Regions from separate parts of the Ovis aries genome. Here region 1 is linked to region 2. The links are chromatin contacts, called in public Hi-C maps. All regions are on one chromosome and are shown on one strand. The core of a region is the stretch at or near the end of the contact, and the rest is flanking DNA. Distances in the headings are between cores, read along the strand shown. Region 1 overlaps FNDC3A (fibronectin type III domain containing 3A). Region 2 has its middle 22 kb from the start of TRNAC-GCA.

Region 1 (4,450 bases), core at 1,481-3,980, 280 kb after region 2:
GAGCTTTAACATTTCAAAGACGAGATTCTGTAGTGGAATTCTGAGTGATAAATTCTAAGATATATCACTGAACATGCTTTACTAAAAACAATAGAAGAGTTCAAGAAAGGTATGTTAGGTTTTCTTGGACACGGAAGTCGTCTTGCTGATAGGCAAGAGCTGGGAAAAACACTGTGAACATGGTGCTGAAGCTCTCAATAAATGATGGCAGTGAGAAGGGGCAGAGGGTGCTGTATCACCATGCATTACTATGGCGTGATCTCGAGGAACAAGAAGCTGAAGCATGAAACAGCAACAGTAGTGGCGCTGAGAAGCAGCCCTTCGGGTGTCTGGAGCCTGCCTCAGGAGAGAATGAGAAGCTGCTGCTCCCAGCAGCTATTGGAAGAGCTGTCCTGGAGGCGAGCTGGGTTTCATTTAAAGAAAGCCCATCAGCAGGTGTTCTGTGAAAAGGTTGAGGATCTAGGGGAATTTATAACAAGGAAAATGTTCCAGTGAGCACAATGGGAAGAAATGAGAAGATCATCCGTTAAAGAAAGTCAAGAAATGGAAACACAGCTGTGTGAGAACATGAGCCAAAATGAGGAAGTGGGCTGCTGGGACTTGCTTTTTGTTTAGGGGCTAAAGATCAGAGGCATGGTTGGATTTACTGGGAGCCTGAATCCAACATTTATGAGAAGATTCTGTTGAGACCAGGAGACTTTTAGGTATTAAGCTATGCTCCTCAGGGCAGCTTTGCCTTTTAGTGAGACTTAGAAGGTAACAATTACCCTTCCTCACTAGTGAGAATGATACTTCAGTGTCTTATCTCCTCTGAAATGTCTGGCATGTATTTATTGAAACCTCCAGGTTATCCCTTGCCAGTTCTTCTCCAGCTTTTTGGAAGACCAAGTCTTTGAACATGGTTTATATATGTTTAAAATATTGCCTTATTGTTAAAATAATCCTGGCTTTGCCTCATTGTGTGCTCTTGGCAAGTTACTTTATTGCATTCTGCTTCAATTCCCTTACCTATAAGCGATGCCTATTTCAGTTATTTCGAGGATTGAGTTAACACATGTAAAACATTGAATAGTACCCTGTCCATTACTTTCTCAGATATGTGTGTGTGTGTGTGTGTGTGTGTGTGTGTGTGCGTGCGCAGTCATGTTTGACTGTGACCCTGTGGATTGTAGCCCGTCAGGCTCCTCTGTCCATGGAATTTTCCAGGCAAGAATACTGGAGCAGGTTGCCATTTCCTACTTCAGGGTGTCTTCCTGACCCAGGGATTGAACCCATGTCTCATTTGTCTCCTGCATTGGCAGGCAGATTTTTTATCACTGAGCCACGTGGGAAGCCCCATAGTGACCATTCTTATAATAATAACTATCATTTATTGAGTGGTGGCAGCCAGTGTACTTGGTACTTTAAATTTATCTAGTTTGATTCTCACAACAATGCTATGAAGTTGATTGTTTTAACCATTTTATAGAAGGAAACTGAGTCACAGAAGAGCAGTAAATTGCCTTGCTAATAAATATTGATGCTGTTGTTAAAACTTACATCTTTTAATACGAAAATGCACTTTCTTTCCACTGCTCAATTTATTACAAATCACATTCATTATCATTACCTGTATATTTGTATTAGCTATAAATAAATGTCCTTAACTACACAGCACCATAAAGTAATGAAAAGCCCTCCAAAGTTCTTACAGTCTTATTACCCTCTCTTATAACTGAACATTTAGTCTTCTTCCTGGTCTCTACACCTGCTTGAGTAAAGTACTTTAAGCCCCAATCATGACCTGTCTTTTCAGATTTCATGAGCATGAGTGAGAATACCATCTACCCAGTATCTGTATTAGTGTCCAGGTTAAACCTTTAGAAACAAGAAAAAATCAGATGAAAAGAAAGTAAAACCAGTAATAATACAAAAAAAAAGGTAGTGTTTATTAACTTGAGATGTTAAATGCCTGTCTGAAATAGAAATCCCATGCTTAAAGAACAAGTTGATGAAGCCTGTATTCTGTAGATAATTCTTTTGTGTACTGTGGGCTTTCCTTAAGGGTTGCCCACAATACACAAAAGAATTTTAAGGGATGAGTATGGAGAGTGCATCAAGTTACACAAGGACATTTCAGAGTGAGGCTTCTAAATTAGTGTTATATGTGTCCTAAAATTTATAAATGAAAAGCAGCCGGCTGGGGTAATAAAATTTGAATTAGTAGATAGTATGTAGGGCTTCCCAGGTGGCTCTAATGGTAAAGAACCCATCTGCCAATGCAGGTAGACTAATGAGACGCTAGTTCGATCCCTGGGTCGGGAGGATCCCTGGGAGAAGGACGTGGCGACCCACTCCAGTATTCTTGCCTTTAGAATCCCATGGACAGAGGAGCAGAACAGGCTGCAATCCATAGGGTCGCAGAGTCGGACATGGCTGAAGCGATTTAGCACACAGGCCTATTAGTTATCAGAGGAAAATGAGAACAAACCCTAACCCCAAAGGGAGTTTTTTTATATCAGATATCTATGTTTCCATGAATATCTTGATGAGCTTTTGAGCTGGTTCATAAAGGAGTCTGAAAATTTTCAAATCCAGGGCAGAATCAGTAGAAATCTTTTAATCATTTACTGTACGCCAAACACTGCCAGCAGGAACGCTTGCTTTTTTTTCCCCTTCCCTTTCCGCGGGTCACTGCAGGTCACGTGGTTAGTATCACGTGACTCGGTCAAAGGATCTTTTCCTCGTAGCTTTGCTTAAAAAAAAAAAAAAAGGCAGCAACCGCGGTTCTCCAATTAAAGCTGCTAACGTGTACTACGCTGTTTCCTTGTTGGATTTTCTTGTTCTCTGCTACTGTAAAAACAAAATGAGTGGTAAGATTGACTGGTTTTGAACATTCTGCTTTTATTTTAAAACGTAGCAAGTATTGTATTACTCTAAAGTCATGCCGTGTGTTTTTTCAATAGATGCCAGATCTGTCGCTGTAAAAATTTTACATTGTGGCCATGTAGTTATAAAAAGATTAGACTCTGTTTAGAGTTGGGTTGATTTTATATTCCACAGAATATTCCTTTCCAGAGCCTTTACTAGGATTTTCTTTTTACAACTAAAATCTGCAAACTGGCATCAGATTATTTGGAAGCCATTGTGAAAGCTTGCTTGTAAGGAGAATGTGTGGCACGTCAGCAGCCCGTTGCCTGTTACGAATTTGAACCCAGACAGATCTCTCGTTTTGTTTTGTTTTTTAATCAGATGTCTGCTCATATCTGCTAATAAAGAAAAAATTTAAAAAGAGTTGACATTTTACTAGATGAAATACCGTCTTTACTGAATCATTGATGGCAATTTTTAAGGAATTTAGGCTTCTCAGATTTCTTAAGGCAATTGGTAAATAGAGCTGTTTACTCTTATGCAAGATTTTAGAAAAGGAAATATGCCCTTAAAAATCTAGGTATATGATTTGTGGTAGATTTTGCTCAAATCGTATATATTATTAAGGAGTTAGCTGGTGGATCTACAGTGGTTCAGATACAGCTACTCTCCTGCCAGATGTGCTTAATGGTACAGTCTGTAACAGACTTAGCTTTCTTCACTGAGACAGGAGCTCCATCACTGCCCTCAATCAAGAGTTTGTAGTTAATCTTTTCGTACCTCCTAAATTTAAAAATATTGTTGGAACTAAGGAGGTGATGGAACTTCTGCATCATCAAGTATGCGAGGTTTTGGAGTTTTGCTACTATAGACAGGAATAGCAACAGAAATGGTGCTGTAAATATTGTAGTTCTAAGCAACAAAATAAATACCTGTATTTATTTTGTTTATACAATGGGAGTTTTATAGGTTGTGTTGCATGTTACTTCACACCAGTATTTTAGATATTAAATAATGCTATACATGAAGTGTGTGGTTTGGTTTGGTTTGGTTTTAAAGAAAAAAAATCTAACCTTGTACCATTTTCCCTCAGGGTAAGAAAATTCACTTGCTAAAGTGAAAAGATTACTTCATAGGGATATGAGTTAATGATTATTCCTGGACTGCAGCTAGTTATGGGTTTACTGCTGGTTTATTTGAGATTAGGTTTGTTTTGTGCTCTCTTCAGTAATCACACTTATAATTAAAGAATAAAGTAGAATTTTGTACTACTAAATTACAAACACTTAGCAGCTTTCAAAGAATATTATGGTTTGAATTGCAACTAGTTAGTATTTATATATTCATATCTTTAGTGAAAGAAGAGCAACCCAAAGCAGTTATGTAGTTTTATAAGTTTAAATGTAATCGGTAATAATTTATTTTTTACTCTGATGGCTAAAAAACAAAAGCTTGTTCTGATAACTTGAAATAGGGATTAAACTTGACCACGTATGCAAGGTAGCAGTCTCTGGCACATACAGTAGAAACACAACAAAGTAATGTCCTTTATTAAAATTATATATAATAGTTTTCAGTGAATTCTCTTTCTGGTTCTCAG
Region 2 (4,200 bases), core at 1,054-3,553:
CACCCAAGAGACGGACGTGCACGCAAGCTCTAGATCTCTGTGAACTCTGACATTTCTGCCCCCCTCCCAGGGGGTCTCCCTACCATCCAACTTCCTGAAAGACCCACTCTCATTTCCCCTTGGGATGTTTTCATTCTCTGTCATGAGGAAAGGCACCGTGATGAAATAATTGAGAGAAATATTTGGGAACAAAGATGTTCATCACCAAGTTACTTATCATCATAAAGTTGAAAATATTTTGCATATTCAAAAGCAGGAGAGGAATTTAATTTGTGTATTTATGATGAATTCTTTCTGTTCTTTCTTTCTTTTTTTTTTTTTTTTTTTTGACCACAGCAATCAGCTTATGGGATCTTAGTTCCCCAAAGTGAAGAGAAGTTGCTCAGTTGTGTCCAACTCTTTGAGACCCCCATGGACTGTAGCCTACCAGGCTCCTCTGTCCATGGGATTCTCCAGGTAAGAGTACTGGAGTGGGCTGCCATTTCCTTTCCCAGGGGCAACCAGATATCAAACCTAGGCCCCCGGCAGTGGAAGGGTGGAGTCCTAATCACTGGCCCATCAGGGACAGTATTTAGGGACTGAGAAAAAAGTCAAAAGCAACATTTCAAAATATTACATAGGACTGTGCTAAGTAACTTCAGTCATGTCTGATTCTTTTCGACTCAATGGACTATAACCCATCAGGCTCCTCTGTCCATCAGATTCTCCAGGCAAGAATATTGCCTGGAGTGGGCCGCCATGCTCCTCTGCAGGGAATCTTCCCAACCTAGGGATTGAACCTGCATCTCTTAAATCTCCTGCTTTGGCAGGCGGGTTCTTTACCACTCACACCGCCTAGGAAGCCCCATTTTCCTTATGAAAGTAAAAAGTGAAAGTGGCTCAGTTGTGTCTGACTCCTCATGACCCCATAGACTATAGACTGCCAGGCTCCTCTGTCCACGGAACTCTCCAAGCAAGAGCACTGGAGTGGGTAGCCACATTATGAGTATTTTCTTTGCAGTTCTTTTTTTTTATTTTCCAAATTTTCCACAGTGAGTTTGTAATGATAATTGGAAATCTTGTTATTTTCATTTTTTTAAAAAAGAAACACATACGACCATCCCTTTCTTCCACCCCTCTTGCTGAATTTCACCTCTTGGCCATGTTCATTTTCCAGACAAGAAGTTAGGCTCCTCTCTGCCTGCTTCCATCTCACTTCCAATATCTGAAATCCCTTTATTTCTGTTGAGAGCAGCTCACTTCCCACTCCCCACACCTGCCCCAGGGGAAGATCATGCTTTTAGGATTTAGGGATGGAGAATTTTCGGATGCTCCCCACAGGTTAGCCCCACTGGCAGAGGCCATGCATGGGTGGAGAGAGGGACTCTTTGGTACAGAGCTAGACCAAGGCATGGTCTGAACCCCACGAACACCCGTGTCACCTCCCCTGTAAGGAACTGTCCAGTGCCAAACAGTTGAGTTCTCAGTTCCCAGCTTCCATTGTCACCCGGGTCAGTAAATGGATCAAACAGAAAGTGAGAAAATGTGAGCTGTGATGACTTTGAGAACCACCGATGCGAAGAGGCGTCTCATTGGAAAAGACCTTGATGCTGGGAAAGGTTGAAGGCAAGAGGAGAAGACGGCGACAGAGGATGAGATGGTTGGATGGCATCAATGGACATGAGTCTGAGCAGACTCGGTGACAGTGAAGGACAGGGAAGCCTGGCGTCCTGCAGTCCATGGGGTCGCAAAGGGTTGGATACGACCCTTTGCGACTGAATGACAACAAGGGAGACTATCCGCAGATTCCCTGTTAGCCACAGATCCTCTCTGCTATTGTCACTTAAGGTCCCCAGGCCAGACCTATGACAGTCTGGTAAATCAGGCCTGGTTGGCCACGTTAACTTCATCCTTCAGATCAAACGTCTAGTCCGTGGTTAGAAATTCTTTTTTCCCATTTTAGATAGAATCTGCATAGCAGACTACTCTGCATAGCAGAGTAAGCCTCCCGCAGGCTGGAATCAGAAGGCTACGCTGTCACCTGCAGACATCTCCAGGGGGGCTGGGGGAATGTTAGTGATAAGGAATTGTTTACTGGGTGCCTCCAGCTAGGGTACCAGCCCTGGAGGAAGAGCAGCAGAACAGGCACTAACGAGCAAGAGAAGGCAGGGTCAGAAATGGCCATTAGCTCAGAGAACTAGGCTTGCTGACCAGAAAGCTCGGGAAAAAATTGCAAAATGCTTTCAGGCTGGGCTCCCAGTGCAGAATAATAAGCCTGGTGACGAAGGCGCTTTCGCTGTGAACTCCACCCCTTGGTGACCGAGCCCCGCCCCTTGGTGACCGAGCCCCACCCCTTGAGGACCGAGCCCCGCCCCTTGGCTGCGCAATAGCCAGCCCTGAGAGGCGACCAAGACCCCAGCAGCTCAGGCCACAGAAAGGAAGGTGTGGTGAGGAAAGAGACCAGTAGCATAGACTTTCTGAGGAGCTCTGACTGTTAGAACACCTTAGAGTCCGCTGCCAGCGAGAGAGGGCAGAAACGGCAGGATCCAGCACGTTTGTGCTTAATCCGGAGGAAAACAAACACACTGGCTAAGGAGGGGGCCGCTGCAGAGGTGGAGAAATAGTGACCAGCTGCCCGTTCTGTCCTTGGACCAATTGGGAGAAAGCCCTCCCTCACCAGTTGGTCAGGAGTGGCAGCAAAAGGGAAAGCTCCCCCCGCTTCCCCATCCCCCTCCCCCAAAGCCAGACTATAAGCGCTGCTAGGTTCCAAGAACGCAGAGACCCTGTGTGTTTTCTTTTGCCGTTCACTCTGCAGCCCCAAGACTGTGGCTGAAACATCATAGATGCTCAGAAAATATTTGTTGTCCTGAGGGAGAAACAAAGTGGAAAACCAGAAGCTAGAAAATCTGCAAGTGCAGTGAGGGTCATTTCTTACTTCTCTCTGTTCCCCTGACCTGGATTTCAGGCCCTTCTGAGTATGTGATTTTAGACGGGCTGCCATTTCTCATGACCTCATGCTTAGTTTGGGTTTGGTTTTTCATTTATAAGGTGATGATAGCAATACTTCATAGGGTTCTTGTCAGGGTTAAATGAGGTAATGTATACTGAAGAGATTTGTAAACTGTAAAGTGTTAGATAAATGCTAACTTTCTGCTGTTTTGTGAGGATGGTATGATGACGTTGAGGATGGTGATAGCAATGATGAAACAATGATGGTTTCTTTTGGAAGAGAAGGTTGTGAAACTCTGAAGCGAACTTAAGAGAATTTCGTATGTGGAACCAGAGTGGATGTGTTGATGGAGAGAAAGGGTCACAGGAGCCAGAGACCCCAGTGCAGAATTTTGCTCACGTGGCTTGTGTGGTCACCCTTTATGTTGCTAAATTTGAACTCTGGGTTAGGAAAGCTCATTTAGAGCAAGGAGCGTCTTTCACTCCTGTTTGTTCTTCATGCCCCTTACACAGTACGTTGTTCATAAACAAGCAGTAAACATTTGTTGTGGGGGAAATAACGAATGAATGACTTGATGAAGGGGGACATAGCTGCAGTGGGCAAAGAGCAATGAGAATATTATGTGGGCAGAGATTGCTCCCTGAAAGTAATTTGTTCAGGCAGAATCAAAACTGATCTTGTCACTTCCTAATTTAAAAACTCCATTGATTCTTCACTGCTCAAAAAATGAAGTTCAAGTGTATTAGGAGGGCATACGAGGCCCTTTAGAAACTAGATCCAACCTCTCTCTCTCTTTTTTTTTAAGAATATTTATTTACCTATTTAGCTGCATCGTGTCCTAGATGTAGCACGCAAGCGTTTTGTTGCAGAGCGTGAGCTTCTCTCCAGTTGTGGTTCAAACTCACTAGTTGTAGCACAACCTTAGTTGTCCTTCTGCATGTGAGATCTTAGTCCCCTCACCAGGGGTCAAACCTATGTCCCCTGCATTGGAAAATGGATTCTTAACTACTGGACCACCAGGGAAGACCCCCAGCCTATCTCTCTAGTCTCATCTTCCTTCCCTCACTCCATTTCCCCAAACCGTAATTCCTCCCACAACTGTCTTTACTCACTCACGTTCTAACAATGCTGAACTCCTTAGGGTTCCCTGGACAGGCCATGTCTTTTCCGAGTCTATTTCCTTCTGTTGGCACACTCCTGTGCATCCATGGAGATACAGTTTCTGCGCTGTCTGTTTTGGAAAGCGGTCCCTGATGTCCCAAGCATTTGTT

The links. A called contact is a pair of places that touch in the nucleus more often than the background predicts.
Region 1: a contact with region 2 is called in a Hi-C map of liver, with 5 times the contacts expected there. The contact joins two enhancer-like sites. A contact is called at or near these places in 4 of 16 Hi-C or Micro-C datasets (blood, liver, skin fibroblasts and 1 more).

The regions. Positions count from the first base shown.
Region 1 is chr10:19,120,186-19,124,635 of ARS-UI_Ramb_v3.0, forward strand. The region is part of intron 3 of FNDC3A (fibronectin type III domain containing 3A); the gene reads left to right. Among named protein-coding and RNA genes, the nearest start is that of FNDC3A, 62 kb to the left of the region's middle. Within about 2 kb of position 2,731, at least 21 of the 54 cell types and tissues checked have an H3K27ac peak or open chromatin away from gene starts, as enhancers often do. A contact at or near this core is called in liver, where this site is marked.
Region 2 is chr10:18,843,353-18,847,552 of ARS-UI_Ramb_v3.0, forward strand. No RefSeq gene overlaps it. Among named protein-coding and RNA genes, the nearest start is that of TRNAC-GCA, 22 kb to the left of the region's middle. Within about 2 kb of position 2,304, at least 27 of the 54 cell types and tissues checked have an H3K27ac peak or open chromatin away from gene starts, as enhancers often do. A contact at or near this core is called in liver, where this site is marked.